2 separate regions of the Mus musculus genome follow, and region 1 is linked to region 2. The links are chromatin contacts, called in public ChIA-PET maps. All regions are on one chromosome and are shown on one strand. The core of a region is the stretch at or near the end of the contact, and the rest is flanking DNA. Distances in the headings are between cores, read along the strand shown.

Region 1 (3,687 bases), core at 760-3,259, 90 kb after region 2:
GAGCTCAATCAATTAGCTCAGAGGCTTCATGGCCATTCTTGATGACTGTGAAGATTTCCTGGGCCCAATCCATGTAGATGGTTATGGATTTAGCCAGGCATTTTATCATGGTGAAAAGGGAAGAGAAGGGGGGAGGAGAGAGAAGAGGATGGGGAGGGAGGAAAGGAGGGAGTGGGAGGAGCCTGAGGATGGGGAGGAGAAGCAGGAGGAGGAAACAACCTAGAGGCTAGAAAGATGGTCCTATAGGTAAGAGTGCATGCTGCTCTTATAGGGGACCTCAGTATGGTCTCCAGTGCCCACACTGGGTGGCTCCCAACAGCCTGTAAACTTCAAGGGAATCCAATGTTCTCTTCTGAACTCTGTGGGCACCTGCACTCATGTGCACATACATACCTGCCCCCCACCCAACCCCCAACACATACACAAAATTGTTTTAGAATTTAAAACGGCAGCTTAAATGGTTACTATAGCTTACTATGGACAAAACCCCAAAGCAGTGTGTCTATGGCCCAGGCTTTCCCTTCCCAACCCATACTTAAAGGTCTACATTCAGCCTTAGATTATATAGGACACTTGGTAATAATCCTCTATTCCTCTCTCCCACACATGCCCCCCACACACAGCTAAATCTGTTGGACAGCAGTGGGAGAATGGCATCCTCCCGAGGCATCCATCCCACCAAGGGCTCTCCTTCAGCATCAGCATTGAGTTCTTCCTAGTAGAGCAGTTACCCACTAAAAGTCACGACAGGAGACCTTAGCTGAGGAGAAAAGAAAACCCTTCCTTTAGGGACTTTTGGAGGCAGGAACTGTGTTCTGCAGGGGGCTCTGAGTAACAGGAGAAAGGCCAGGAGCTAAGAGAGGCGGCACTAACCAAGAACTCTAAGGTGAAACCAGCTTTATCCCTCTCAAAAAAATCGTACTTCACACCAAACGTGTGCTATGGACCAGCCTAGTGTACTACCAGCTCTCAGGGAGACAAGCACCCAGATCTGTAAAAACCGCTCGTTTCTGTGGTGAATACTGCCCCACTGGAGCAGATTGCGAATGTCCAGCATAATATTAGTCCCTGCATGGAAAGAAACGCAACATGAACACTGAGGGGCCAGGCCAGACAGAGCAGCTTCAGCCCCCCCAGGCTAGGGAGAACCAGTGAACCTAACCAACAGTACACAAAGAGGTTCCATGCTACCTGTAACCCCCATAGCATGGAGCACTGCCATCTTGGGGAAGGGGACTGAAGTGTGTCAGTGAGGTGCTAGGGACTAAGCCAGAACCTCTCATATGTGCTAGGCAAGTACTTGGACACTCAGCTTAACCCTAGACCACCTTAAACTTTTTAAAAATAAAAGATTTTAAGATTATTTTCAGTTATGCATATGTGCGGAGGGCTACGTGCACTAAGTGCAGACACCCTTGGAGGCCAGAAGCATCATCAGATTCCCTAAACGAAGTTGCAGATGGGTGTGAACCACCTATAGTGTAGGGGACTGAACCCAGGTCCTCAGTAAGAATGGCAGGTGCTTTAAATGGAGCCAGGTCTCCCATTCACACAACCTGCCCCACTAAGCTACTCATGGTGGCTTGACTAATCTCTTTAATCCATGTTGGTCTTGAATGTATCACCTCCTGCCTCCCAGGTAGCTGGCATCAACAGGCCTGCGACAACAGGGCGGGCTGGCTTTGTATTCTACTAGACTGCATCTTATGGAGGGTAGGACATCTCACGCTTCCTTCCCACAGCTCCACATGACTTCCGCTCACCACCACTACCATGTTTGCCGGCTGAGGCAGGCAGGCAGACTGGGTTGAATCAGTAGACCCTGAACCCACCCCACACCCCCACACCAAAATGCAGCAGCTACAAGCCACAAGGGACATAGAGTAGCTCAGAGTCGGGTAGGAGGAGACAAGTCAGACAGTTGCTCCGTGGCACTCTCCGCTCTGCACCTTTGCCCACCTGGCACCTGTGTCCATGGCTGGATTCCAGGCTTAGCCTCCGTTCTAACTTTGTACCTTTTTGGGAGAGACTCGGCAGTCATACTGAGCAGATCTTTGGCCTTGGTTCTGGGGATAGAGTCCAGCGTTCTCAAAGCAAACGTTTTCCTTTCAGGCTTCCTCACCTGTACCTCTTGGGAAAGTTCTACTCTCTGGCTTTGGCTGTGATATTTTGAGACTGTGGACTCTGGTCATCTGAGACTTTCTCTGTAAGAGGTTCCTGACGGACTCTGCACAGAGGTATGTGCGGGGGCGGGGTGGGGATGGGGTGAGGGAGCCATCCTCCTGATGTTCAAGCAGGAGGCCTCTAGGCCGTGTGATGTACATGAGCGCCCTCTGCTGGCAAGATGATCTGCTTCCTATTCAGCTAGTTCCCAGCGCATCAAGTCTCCTCTGAACCCATTCTCCGGACCCTTCTGCATCCCCACAAAGACCCCACAATGGTTTCAAGATCAATGCTTTATTTTTTCCAGCTCCAGTGTTACAACTGTAGCAGCACGACAGACATCCACACATGTGAACACAATGCTGCTCTCCAAACCCAAAGGCCACAAAGGCAAAAACAATCTTGACCACAGGTATTTTAAGACATTCGGAAAGCAACACTAGGCCACTCTTATCCCACACACTGTGTGACCGGTAACGGCACATTTGTTGTTCATAGACATAATTATCCATAAATAAAGTTAAATAAAACCTTAATGGCATAGCAGTATGTTGGAGATATAGCCTTGGGGGTGACACTGGAGGGTGATGGTTGTGAGAAATGAGACAGAGAGAAGGGGCAGGGGGACAGAGGGGAAAGCTCACATAAAAGTAGCTATATTTAATCCAATTCTTTAAAAAGTCATGAATTAAGAGCATCCCATTTTTAAAGATCAATATTTATCTATAATAAATTAACACTCATCTATTAAATGGTTGACTGTCACATGGCCTGAACACACACACACACACACACACACACAGCTAAAGTATTATCATTGTACACAGGTGGGATGGTCCATCCTTGGATGTCACTCCAAAGATGCCAATGACCGAGATAGGTTATGGCTATCCTAAACTGGTCACTGAGCCTTTTCCTATCTTGAAATTTGCAACGTCAAAAATGACAATCAACACACTGGCTATCATGTGCGTGAGGGTCAAGGACAATTTCAATGTTGGAGCTAAGGGAGGGGGGACTGACTGGCACAGAACTTACGTTGAATGTATCCCAACCTTTAACAACTTTTTTGCAGACATATCACTCGCTCAACCTTAGGGTGACTGAATTGGATGGGCAGGTTAAAAAAGCTATCTTCCTGCAGACCCACCAATCATGAGGAGAGGATAGCCAGGATGGGACCCCTGGACTTCAAGCTCACAGAGTCCTGAAGTCCTGGTCCTACCTTATAAGGCCATGACCAAAGGGGCTATCCTAGTATTAGATAACTGTAAAGAAAATCCAAGGGAAAATATTGGTCTTGCAGCAGGATTAGTCAACAATGTATCTAAGCGTGGTATAGGAATAGTTTGGGGTTTGATTTAAATTTGACTTTAGACTCTACAATTTGACTTCCCTCTCCATTTATAGAATTTAACTCTACTCAATGCTAGCAGGGTAAGAATAGAAACATTGTCAGTGATAATAGGACACCAGCCAGCCCAGGACACTAGTAAGACAAACTGCAGCCAGCCAGGAAGCCCT
Region 2 (4,095 bases), core at 185-2,684:
CTAGGAGATGAGGAGAGACCCCAGGAGAGAAGAAGCTACATAAGGATCCTGTAAGCCCTGCCCCTTACATCCGGACTTCTGAGAACACACTAGGGTAGGGACTTGGGGTAGGGGACTCAGCTCGTGCCCAAAGTCATCATCTTGAAAATCTGTCAGTGATTCTCATTATTATATTCACCAATATAATTCATCTTTCTAGAGTTGGTGCCCTTCTCCTCGATCCTGTGCCAAGAAATAAATCTAAAAGCAAGAAATTGTGTATTATAGGGTAGAAAAGTGTCTCTGTTCTTTATGAAAGAGAAAATTTGGAAGAAACAAATGCCATATAAAAATGTATCTTTAAGAATTATAAATATATATATGTATATAATATTCTTTCATGATATTTAATGTAGTTTCTCAAAATAGTGTCATAAAAGAACATGATGACATGTAGTTTTTCATACAGCATTAAAAGGCAAATTAAAATCATGAACTAATACTTCTTTAAAGAAAATTTATTAATAAAAAACATCAAAACTATAGACAGATATTATCAGATATAGGTAGTGGGATAGAACTCTTGTGTATTTATATATTGCTTTTGCTTGCTGTGTGTTTATATATTTCCTTTGTTTGCCATAAATGAATTCTGCTTTGATTCTAAAGAAGGGAAGAAGAGAGGAGAGGGATGGAAATTGATTCAAGATGTTTTCCCAATGACTACAGGTTGCTGGGATGAGGTTTGGGTCTTCCCACACTGATGAACACAGAGATTTTTTCAGAGGCTAACCACAATCTATATAGCATTCACAGGTATGCCTGGGTCTGCCTCCTATGCAGTTCTAAAGCCTGTCAAGTTGAGAATTCTAGGAGAAAAAAGGAAAAAGGGAGGAAGGGAGGGAAGAAAGAGAAAGGGAGGGAGAGAAGGAAGTGGGAGGGAGGGGAGGAAGTGGGAGGGAGGGACAGAAGGGGAGGGAGGGGAGGGAGGGAAGGAAGAAGAGGGGGAGGAAGGGGAGAGAGGGAAGGAAGGGGAGGAAGGGAAGGAAAGGGGAGGGAGGGAAGGAAAGGGGAGGGAGGGAAGGAAGGAAGGGGAGGGGCAGAGGGAAGGAAGAAAGGGGAGGGAGGGAGGGAAGAAAGGGGAGAAAGGGAGGGAAGGAAGGGGAGGAAAGGAGGGAAGGAAGGGGAGGAAAGGAGGGAAGGAAGGGGAGGAAGGGAGGGAAGGAAGGAAGGGGAGGGGCAGAGGGAAGGAAGGAAGGGGAGGGAGGGAAGGAAGAGGAAGAAGAAAAAAGGAGAAAAGAAAAAACATTAGTAACAAAGAAGAAAAGGAGACAAAGAAAAGGAGAAGAGGGAAGAGGAGGAGGAGACAAAGAAGAGGTGAAATCCCTGGGCTTACTGTTGAGAAAGAGTGGACTTTGCATTTCTAACCTAACTGCCAGACAACCATCACTGTGAATCACATTCCTAAGAGCAGTCAAAATGAAGAAACAAATGTACTCTGTGCTTTAGTCCTTTCATTTCCCCTGCTCACCCACCCCCATTTGAATAAATCCACACTGTGAAATAAAAGCTAATACAGGAACTAATGCACCCAAGGTTATTAGGAAGCACTGCGGTAATTCCACTGTATGCCCTGCACAGCTCACCTCCATACAACCTACCCTCCACAAAGACTCACAGGGGTTCCTGGCTTCTTGAAGACCCATCATCTGAGGCCCCATGCTCTCATCCTTTGGATTTAGGCACCAGAGGGGCTATCCCCACCATGGTCACCACAGATTGTCCTTAAGTCCGAGACTCACTTCTCACTTGTTTTACCTGGCCTGCCAGTGGCCTTTCATATCTTTTTTACCTACCCGACCCCACCCCCACTTCACAGGCTTCTTTCACTTGGTTCCTGTGGTGGTTTGAATATGCTTGGCCCATGGGAAGTGGCACTATTAGGAGGTGTCACCTTATTGGAGGAGGTGTGGCTTTGTTAAAGGAAATGTGTTATTATGGAGGAAGGGCTTTGAGGTCTCAGATATATGCTCAAGTTTGGCCAGTGTGGCACAGCCCCCCCCATCCCCCCATCTAGCTGTCTTCAGATTAAGATGTAGAACTCTTGGCTCCTCCAGCATTCTATTTTCCTGCACTCTGTCATGCCTCCCACCATGATGAAAATGGACTAAACCTCTGAATCTGTAAGTCAGTCCCAATTAAATCTTTACCTTGATAAGGGATGTCTTTGTCACAGTGTCTCTTCACAGCAATAGAAACCTGAACTAAGACAGTCCCTAAGCCTCACATCACCCTCTCTAACCATTTACCTCTCTCTATCTTCTTTATTATTCTATTCCTCTTCTACCAACCCTTTCCCCTTTGTTTTGACATGAAAATTTTAAGGGGAAAAAGGACACCAAGGTACAAAGCATATCTAGTTGCCACTCATCAAATAGTCAGTTACTGCAGTTTTCCCAAGTGTGCCCTGTCACCACATTATCTGTTGAGCCTGTGCCCTCTTGGCTGCTGAGCAGCCCTGTTGAAATCACACTCCTGTCATTACATCTAAGAAAATTAACAGTAGTAGTGTCATTTGTTTGTATTTCTGTGATGAAACACTGACCAAAAGTAACCTGAGAGATGAGAGTCCATTTGGCTTACAAATTGCAGTTCATCACTGAGAGAAGCCAAGGCAAGAACTGAAGCAGAGGTCATGGAGAAACACTGCTTACTGGCTTGCTTCCAGTCTGACTTTCAGTTAACTCTCATATACTGCCTGGCCCTCCTGCCTAAGAATGGTATCAGCCACAGTGGGTTGGACCCTCCTACATCAATCATCAACCAAAAAAAAAAAAAAATGCCCTACAGACATGTTAACAAGCCAATTAGATTTTTCCATCTGGAAGCAATTCCTCAGTTGAGCTTCCCTCTTTCCAGGTGTGTCAGGTTGACAACTGAAGCTAAACCAAGATAGTATTTGTGTCAGTTAATTCTCATTCAAACTTCCCCATTTCTTTCAATGTATTTAGAACTACAGCTCCTTTGGTTTCTCTTAGTCTTCACTCTTCCATGTTTCTTTAAATAACTGTGGTGATTAGGGTTAATAGTCAACTTGATGGGACCTAAAATTGACTAGGAAATATTTAGATTGTGGCTAGCCTCTGAGAATGTGTACAAGGGACTCTCTTGGTTGGGTTCGTCTATGTGGGAAGATTCATTATAACTATGAACTAAACCGTTTAAAGCAATGCCATGCTGGATTTATATCTCAGGCAGCCTATAGGTCCTACATATAAGATAGATTGGATATATAATCTCGTTCTTTATATATCAAAACAGTTATGGTTTAATATAATATTTTAATATTCTTGAAAATTGTGCATGTAAAATGCTTTCCTCTTAGTGTCCTCAGTTACTACTTGTTTCCACATAAGGGTGTGAATTCTTGAGGACTTATACTTAATAAATTGCTGCAAACAAATACTCTTATTTCTAAGTTAATAAATAAATAAATTATGCACATGTGACTATTAATAACCTTTCAAGCTTTCTAGTTACAACCGCTCCTTAAGAGAAACTATTGAAAGTGCAATTAGTCACTGCCCATGTTACATGAATACTGACTATAACAGTCAAGTACTTGAGACGTTTTGTCAACGTTATTAATTCTAAAGGACAAGATATTGTGGAACTTTAAAACTTTAACTTCTTAAAAGACAAAGAAGGGGGAAATTATATCCCCATGCATATTATTTAGTGCATTCCCATGCACACTATTTAAATCATACTTTTATTTTAGAATTTTGATGTCAAAGAATTTAATAAGTGCTTTATAGTATCTTAAAAGGATCTACTTATTGGCATATGGTTTGATCCTAAACAGCTACCTTATTAGGGAAGGGAAAAACATAGGTTCTCTCCACAGAATGCTGCAGAAGCATGATGGTTAATTCGTGTGACAAGCTGGCAGGTGAGTTGGCTCAGTGCCCTGACTGAAGTGACAAGTAAGCTAAACTGAGTACATGTTTTTGGCCCATCCTTGCTTGCCATTTTTCCAGATTGGACTAGTGAAGCTGTCTTGCTTCAAGCTTTTTAACTTTATGGCAAAAAGAACATCAGAGACTGTATATTCTG

Evidence for each region. ChIA-PET counts read pairs in DNA pulled down with a chosen protein or histone mark.
Region 1: a contact with region 2 is called in a CTCF ChIA-PET map of liver, with 4 times the contacts expected there. The contact joins two enhancer-like sites. A contact is called at or near these places in 1 of 39 promoter capture datasets (embryonic stem cells), 11 of 15 datasets of contacts at CTCF or cohesin (CD8 T cells, the G1E-ER4 cell line, the NIH/3T3 cell line and 5 more), 192 of 484 Hi-C or Micro-C datasets (3T3-L1-derived adipocytes, the AML12 cell line, the AtT-20 cell line and 94 more), 16 of 115 datasets of contacts at active chromatin or transcription factors (Th17 cells, Th2 cells, astrocytes and 10 more) and 1 of 9 other capture datasets (embryonic stem cells).

The regions. Positions count from the first base shown.
Region 1 is chr14:69,239,407-69,243,093 of GRCm38.p6, forward strand. Slc25a37 (solute carrier family 25, member 37) reads right to left here. Exons shown (of 4, transcript NM_026331.3): 4 at 2,445-3,687. Among named protein-coding and RNA genes, the nearest start is that of Gm27222, 17 kb to the right of the region's middle. Within about 2 kb of position 2,010, at least 8 of the 459 cell types and tissues checked have an H3K27ac peak or open chromatin away from gene starts, as enhancers often do. A contact at or near this core is called in hepatocytes and liver, where this site is marked.
Region 2 is chr14:69,150,162-69,154,256 of GRCm38.p6, forward strand. No RefSeq gene overlaps it. Among named protein-coding and RNA genes, the nearest start is that of Nkx2-6, 20 kb to the right of the region's middle. Within about 2 kb of position 1,435, at least 2 of the 459 cell types and tissues checked have an H3K27ac peak or open chromatin away from gene starts, as enhancers often do. A contact at or near this core is called in hepatocytes and liver, where this site is marked.